Linked DNA regions of Sus scrofa: region 2 is linked to region 1. A link is a contact called in public HiChIP or PLAC-seq data. All regions are on one chromosome and are shown on one strand. The core of a region is the stretch at or near the end of the contact, and the rest is flanking DNA. Distances in the headings are between cores, read along the strand shown.

Region 1 (3,575 bases), core at 807-3,306:
AATGTGGGATGTGAGCTGCATCTGCGACCTACACCATAGCTCAAGGCAACACCAGATCCTTAACCCACTGAGCAAGGCCAGGGATAGAACCTGCGCCCTCATGGACACTAGTCAGGTTTGTTCCTGCTGAGCCATGACAGGAACTCCGAAGTTGCCTATTTCTTGTTCCAAGAAAAAGGTTTTAGTCTCCTAGACCTTCCTGGAGTCCCAAAGAGTAGATTCAAGGAGTTACTAATTAGGGAAGTGAGGAATGTAGAAACAAAGGAAAAGCAGTCAAGAAACATAAGTCAGAGACAAAACAGAGTCCTGATTCTTCCTCAAGGGATATACACAACAATCTGACACGGTGTGATTATTGCAGGAAAGAAGGCCCTCACTCAGGTGGAGAATGGTAACTACATGCTGAGACCCCAGACAGATCAGAGCCTGAAGGCTGAGGACGGAGATTCCTGGAACACCAGCCTGTCACCTCAGGAGCAACGAAACAGAAGTCATGCACCCTGCAGCTGTCACCGTAAATGCTGCCCTTAAAACCCTTCCCTGAAAACCACTGGGAGCTGGGGTCTTTCAAGAATGAGTTAACATTCTCCAAGCCTGGGGCATGAAATGAAACTTTCTCTGCTCCACACTCTGATATTTCCATTTGTTTGGCCTCAGTGTACGTTGGGCACACAAACTTGGGTTCGACAATAGGGTGAAAAGGGCCTATTAAAATATTTGGGGAATGCGCACACAGACTGTACTTTCTAAAACTACCTCAGCTAGATTTCTAGCCCGACGTGCTCTTCCAAAACCTTGCTGCCCCCCACCCCCCAACACACACCAACAGCTGGAAAGAAAGAAAAGAAAAAGGCTTTAGGACACAGAATTATAAGAGACACCTACTTTAGTAAAGACAGCCAGGGAAAATCTGAGAAAGTGACTGAACTTTAAATAAGGTGTTAAGGATGAGAAAGAGCCAGGCCCAGCAGTCCAGCTATTAGCTAGTCCAGCAGAGACTAGCTGGCCCTTAAGGATATAAAGACTTTGGCCCCTTCAAATGGAGTTCAAGAAAACCAGTGAGGCAGGAGAACTGGGCAAGGGGAAGAGCAGAGAGCATACAGCAAAAAAGGTGAGTACAAGCTAGATCACACAGGGCAGCTGGGGTGACTTCCTTGGGGTCACAAAAACTGGAGACTCTGACTCCATGCTGGGAGGACCAAGGAACCAGGAACAAGCCTCGCTCTTGACTTACAGCTCTAGGGCTAACATTAACATTCACTTAGCACCTAGCACTGGGTCACAGAAACCCTTTCCACCTGCTAACTCTCCCCTATGAGTTAAGTATTAACAAACCCACTTTTACAGTGAGGTGGGTTATCTAAATCCAAAGTGCAAGCACTTAACTCCAACACGACTTTTGACTGCCTCCCCTCGCTTCCATTCTGACGGGCATTGCTCACATTCTGGTGGATAACTCATATTACAGTGAGGAACCACGATCATGGAACACAAACTACATCATGGCCAAAGACCATAATAAAAATAACCGCATCTAACCGTCCACCCAGCGCTTATCCAGTGTCACACATAACCTCGCAGTTATTACACCCGTTTTACAGATGAAGAAACTGAGGCCAAGACGCGCTGAACAAATGTGTCCAAGGCAGGGCTTGGAAACCAAGTCTAACTGCAAAGCTCACGCTATTAACTATGCTCTGCAGCTTCATTCTATTTTCTCTCAGGGAACTTCGGTCAAGGCCAGCGAGGCTCCTAGACCCCTACCCCTCGCCCAGGCACTCCTCCAACAGCGCTCCTGAAAGCCCAACTTGCCCACGGTGCGGCCGCTATTGCGGTCCCCGGCCCCAGGGTGCACTCTCCGCTGGGGTCCGGCTGGAGGTGCGTATCCCCACCGAACGTTCCCCGGCTGAAGGTTCCGCAGCCCCGAAACCATTCCCTCCCAGGGCGAAGGGCGGGCAGTACCTGAGGAAAACGCGTCCAGAGTTCTGCCACGGGCTCTATGGAAAACATCCCCCGCCTCCTCAGCGGACATGGCGAGCGAGTTTCTGGCCTTGACTGAGTGCACTGCGTGGGAGGGAGCAACGTAACGCCTCACACTTCAACCGCCGGGTGGGGCCTGCCCGGCTGGGGGCTGCGCCCTCTGCTCGGGGGCGGGGCAGGGCCGGCGGGCGCGCAGGGCTCGGTCACTCGGGGCGCCACTAGTGCTGCCTGGGCGGGGCGGAAGCGTGAGCGGCCCCTCTGGGATAGACTGGGGCTCCTGGCAAGTAGAGACTTCTTGCTTGGGGCTTGTTGCAGAGTGAGGGCCTTTGGACTCAGGCTTAGGGGGCAGTCCTTCCTAAAGGTAGGGTTTCCAGGTTTAACAAATAAGAATACAGATGCCCGTAAACTGAGGTTTCAGTTAAGCCACGAATGGTAAGTATGTCCTATGCAATTTGGGAGCTGCTTGTGCTAAAATTTTTGTTGTTTATCTGAAATAATTTAACTGGGGACCTTATGTTACCTGGGAATCCTGCCTTAGAGTCATAAAGACCCTGAAAGACCCCAGAAGGTTCCCCAAGCCACCAGTTGTGATCGCTGACACTGAATTCCAGGCATCTTCACCTTCCCAGTCGTCAGCATCATCACTGCATTAGAAACCAAACCCCCCTAAAACTTAGTTCCGTTATGGAGTTTACAATAAATTTATGCAAAACGTTATTCTCTTTCTTGTCCTGCCCCTGTTCCCCTCAAGACTGAGGGGTATCAAAAGGGATTAAAACCAAGCAAGCCTTTGTAGGGCCTTCCTGGGTGCAAAAACCCTGCCATGACTCCCATTTCTTGTTTGTTAAAAAAAAAAAAAAAAAAAAGAAGAAGAAAAAAAGAAAAGAAAGAAAAAAGGCTCTAGCCTCCTAGGCCTTCCCTGAATTCCAAAGAGCAAGCTCAAGAAGTTAATGATTAGGACAACAGAGCCTTGGGTTCCTCCAGAAGGGATGTAGATAACAATCCGATGCATATCAAAACCCCCACCCAGGTGGAGGGTGGTAACCACAAGTCAGAAATTATCACAACATTGTAAATATGTCAGTTAAAAAAAAAATGTTTTGGGAGTTCCCGTCGTGGCACAGCAGAAACAAATCTGACTAGAAACCATGAGGTTGCCAGTTTGATCCCTGGCCTCGATCAGTGGGTTAAGGATCCAGCATTGCTACGAGCTGTGGTGTAAGGTCGCAGATGCAACTTGGATCTGGTGTTGCTGTGGCTCTGGCATAGGCTGGCGGCAACAGCTCAGATTAGACCCTAGCCTGGGAACCTCCATATGCTGTGGGTACAGCCCTAAAAAAGACCAAAAAAAGACAAAATTTTTAAAAAATGTATTGGAACTTCCCTTTGTGGCTCAGCATTAACAAGCCTGATTAGTATCCATGGGGATGTAGCCTTGCTCAGTGGTTAAAGGATCTGGCATTACCATGAGCTGTAATGTAGGTCACAGACGAGGCTTGGATCCCGTGTTGCTATGGCTGAGGCATAGGCCAGCAGGTGCAGCTCTGATTTGAAACCCCTTGCCAGGGCAGTGGTTAACGAATCCGACTAGGAAC
Region 2 (3,567 bases), core at 262-2,761, 35 kb before region 1:
CCTTGTTCAGCGGGTTAAGGATCCAGCATTGCCAGCTGCAGCTCCAAATCAACCCCTAGTCTGGGAACTTCCATATGCCATGGGTACGGCCCTTAAAATTAAAAAAAAAAAAAAAAATGAAGATAAAGTGTCCATAGATGGGAATTGACAACAAGAGTACTTAGATCATAAATGCCTTTTGTCCCCTGGTTCCTTATCCTCCTACTGAGCCACAGAACCCGCGAGGAAGGGGCTGTGCAGATCTTCTCCCCACCCCACTCCCTGAAGCATCTGTGCAAATCACTGGATTCGGCCCAGGCAGATGGGGATCATGGGCCAGATGAAGCCTATTCTTGGACCCTATACCCAGGTTAAGCATCCTACCTCCAGGTGTCCTGTTGGACATCATTCGACTCAGTGCTGTAGAAGGGAACCTCAAAAGTTTCTTTTCAATCTAAGGTTTTTCTTTTTTCCTTCCTTCCTTCTTTTTTTGTCTTTTTAGGGCCGCACCTGCGACATATGGAGGTTCCCAGGCTAGGGGTCTAATTGGAGCTACAGCTGCTGGCCTATACCACAGCCACAGCAACGCTAGATTCGGGCCACATCTGTGACCTACACCACAGCTGGAGTCAACACCAGATCCTTAACCCACTGAGCGAGGCCAGAGATAGAACCTGCTTCCTCATGGGTGTTAGATTCATTTCCGCTGAGCCACGATGGGAACTCCTCAATCTAAGATTTTCTAAGAAGCGCTGTTCCCCTTAGATGGCTGTGACTTTATTTCCTGGACAACACTCTCCTTTCTCTCTGGCCAACCCTCCACCTTACCAACCACAACAGCCCTCGAGACCTGCCTCTTTGTTTCTATTGCTCGCCCTCTGGTCCTAACTTCCCATATGGACTTATATTTCCTTTGGTCCTGATTGGTTATTTCTTCTATTTTCCCATTGTCCGTTTCTGTCCATCTTAAGCCGTCTCAAATGCTTCCCTGGAACAAACAAATGAGACAAGGCGCTCTCAACTGTCAGTTTTTGAGCCAAACACTGGACAGCAGGGAGAAACAGTTTGGGAAAGAAAATTTTTTTTCTTCCCTTAATTAAAAGGTGATTGTTAACTAGCTCCTGTTTGTTATTGAGCTCATTTCTTTTTCAGGGAATAATCAAATGTCCACCCTTCCCCAGCTACAAGTAAGAAGCCTTTTTAGCCTTTAATTAAAGGAAGAGTTGCTGCCATTGAGTGTGTACTTTGGTCAATTATATTGTCCACACACTGACTAAATAAAGAGACAGTTCCAACCAGTCAAACAAGAATATGTTCACATGTGCGCACACAGAGCAGGGCTCTTAAACTGGAGTCCCTGGGGATCTGTGAACCTAGATGGGAAAAAACTATATTTTTGCTGACTTCTGATACTTAGCATTTCCTTCTACTATGACGTTAGGCAGAAAACCACAAAGTTATTCATGCTCCTGTGACTTTGTCACCACCAAGAAACCACGGGGCTTTTTCATACCCAGTTAGCACTGTTGCCAAAACCTGCAACAGTATTGCTCAAGCTGAGCTCTGCTTTGAAACTGTGGTAGTTATGAGCCTTGCTGTAGACTGTGTTATATAACAGATTCACAAGAGAGGTATGTATTTTACTCTATCATATTTTAAAATATTTTGATAACTCCACTTCAATATAAATGGTTTTCTGTGAAATCCTAAGCAGTTTATTTAATGCATTTGAAAACATTCTGCTGAGAGGTGGTCTGAAGGCTTCACCAAGCTGCCAAAGGGGTCGGGGCACAGGACCAGCTGAGATGTCCTGACCATGGACAGCACTGAGCACAGTCCCTCGGCCATGAGGCCATGGTGGTGGATGCTGGTGGATGCTGGTGGGGGGGGGGAGGATGACCTCTGCCCCCAGCAACGCTGCTTCAGATGGCACGCATCATCAGAAACAACTTTGCAAGCAATGCTCTGAGTGTGCTCATTAGCAACTTTAGGTAGATTAGTTCAAACCACTTTCCATCAGCCCCGGCAAAAGGGAGGTGCTGCTGCTGATTGTCTGGATGCCTCGGCAGTGCTTATAATGCTGTGAAGGAGCTGGGGAGCCCTGGGCTGGCTGATTGCTCTCGGCCACCACTTCTCAGCATCCAGCCTGCACACAACCTACAAGAACAGCCAAGGTCCGCAGGCCGGTCCACTCCAGGGCCTGGTGACATTTCACCCGAGGAGCGATCACTTTGTTGCATCCATGGAACCCCCCCACCTCCATGTTTCTGTAGGTGAAGCTGTGTGGTAAAGTGTCTTTAAATTGTCACATTTCTTGGAGCCTGGAACAGGCACTGAAAAATAACAACTCAAGACTATACCAAGGAATTGAACATGAGTTTACTGAGCTTCTTTTAAAAACAATAGGAACAAATTCTGCTGTAATAGGGACCAAAGGGTTTCCATTCAACGAATCTTCCAAGTCCCTAGGGCGTGGTGGGCAGTGCAGGTGCCTGTCTGTGTACCACAGGGGCTGAGATGCTGTTGCACGGAAGAGGTGATACCAGTGTGGCCAGTCCCCAAGAGAGGTCCTCCTGGAAACTACAGAGTGAAGCGCCTAGTATTCACTCTGGGCCAGCACTAGAGCAGGTCCCCAATGGTCAACCCGCCTGACTTCAAGCCCAGAGAAAAGCTGACCTCGTACACAAGGAGCAGCTCTGGTGGCAGCACTGTTCGGGTCATCGTTCCCAGTGATGGCCAGGAGAGAGGACAGAGCAATTAGGAGACTTCAACCCACAGAAAGCAATGCAGTTACCAAAAGCCTGACATCAGCCTCTATGCTGCAGCACAAAAGGATTCTCCAGATAGATTCGAGGGGGGAAAAGCAAGGCACAGAACGATGTACACAGAATGATGACATTTCTATAAGACCAGGCTGCTTATAAACACACGCCCTTCTAACTATGGTGACCCGCAGGGAAGGACCTGGGTAGAGGTGACACAGTTTATTCCAGATACAGATTTTAAAGATGTACAAAGAGAAGGTGTTCACCTATTACCTGTATAATTTTTGAAAAATCTAATAGTAAAATGGATCCATAGCTACCAAGTTTGAATCCTACAAAAGAAGCGAATGACAAAAAACAAATAATTTCATGTTTCCATGGGTCCACAGTTGTCCTTTCTAGGTCAAGCACGGATTTCTGTCTGTTTTAATCACTGACGTGGCACAAGCATCTGAAACCACGCCTGGCACAAAGTAAGCACCCAGAGAGATGTGTTAAATAACTGACTTGGTTGCTCACCTAATCCAGAAATTTGTACTGGGTGCCTACCCTGCGCCAGCTACTTGCTAAGGGCCATGGGAAACATACAGTGATTTATTTGACCTGCATTCAATCCTACTACAGACACACATACTCGCTGCCCTTGAGGAACTCAGTACTAAGCCCGGAGAAGGTGAACTGAACAAAGATTGCAGGAGGGAGATAAAGTCCCCCCCACACACACACAATACCAACAGCCTTAATCTCGGCTTTGGTTTTCAAAATTATGCCTCTGAGGCTTTGCTTATCATAGTCCCTCTTGTACCAGAATTACATTTCTCTT

Evidence for each region. HiChIP or PLAC-seq counts read pairs in DNA pulled down with a chosen protein or histone mark.
Region 2: an H3K27ac HiChIP or PLAC-seq map of alveolar macrophages shows a contact between it and region 1. The contact joins the enhancer-like site here to the promoter of CPPED1 in region 1. A contact is called at or near these places in 1 of 5 promoter capture datasets (liver), 5 of 47 Hi-C or Micro-C datasets (embryonic fibroblasts, epiblast stem cells, liver and 1 more) and 1 of 2 datasets of contacts at active chromatin or transcription factors (alveolar macrophages).

The regions. Positions count from the first base shown.
Region 1 is chr3:30,361,206-30,364,780 of Sscrofa11.1, reverse strand. CPPED1 (calcineurin like phosphoesterase domain containing 1) reads right to left here and starts at 2,056. Exons shown (of 4, transcript NM_001243581.1): 1 at 1,963-2,056. The coding sequence starts at 2,032.
Region 2 is chr3:30,395,370-30,398,936 of Sscrofa11.1, reverse strand. The region is part of intron 2 of CPPED1 (calcineurin like phosphoesterase domain containing 1); the gene reads right to left. Among named protein-coding and RNA genes, the nearest start is that of CPPED1, 34 kb to the right of the region's middle. Within about 2 kb of position 1,511, at least 21 of the 83 cell types and tissues checked have an H3K27ac peak or open chromatin away from gene starts, as enhancers often do. A contact at or near this core is called in alveolar macrophages and liver, where this site is marked.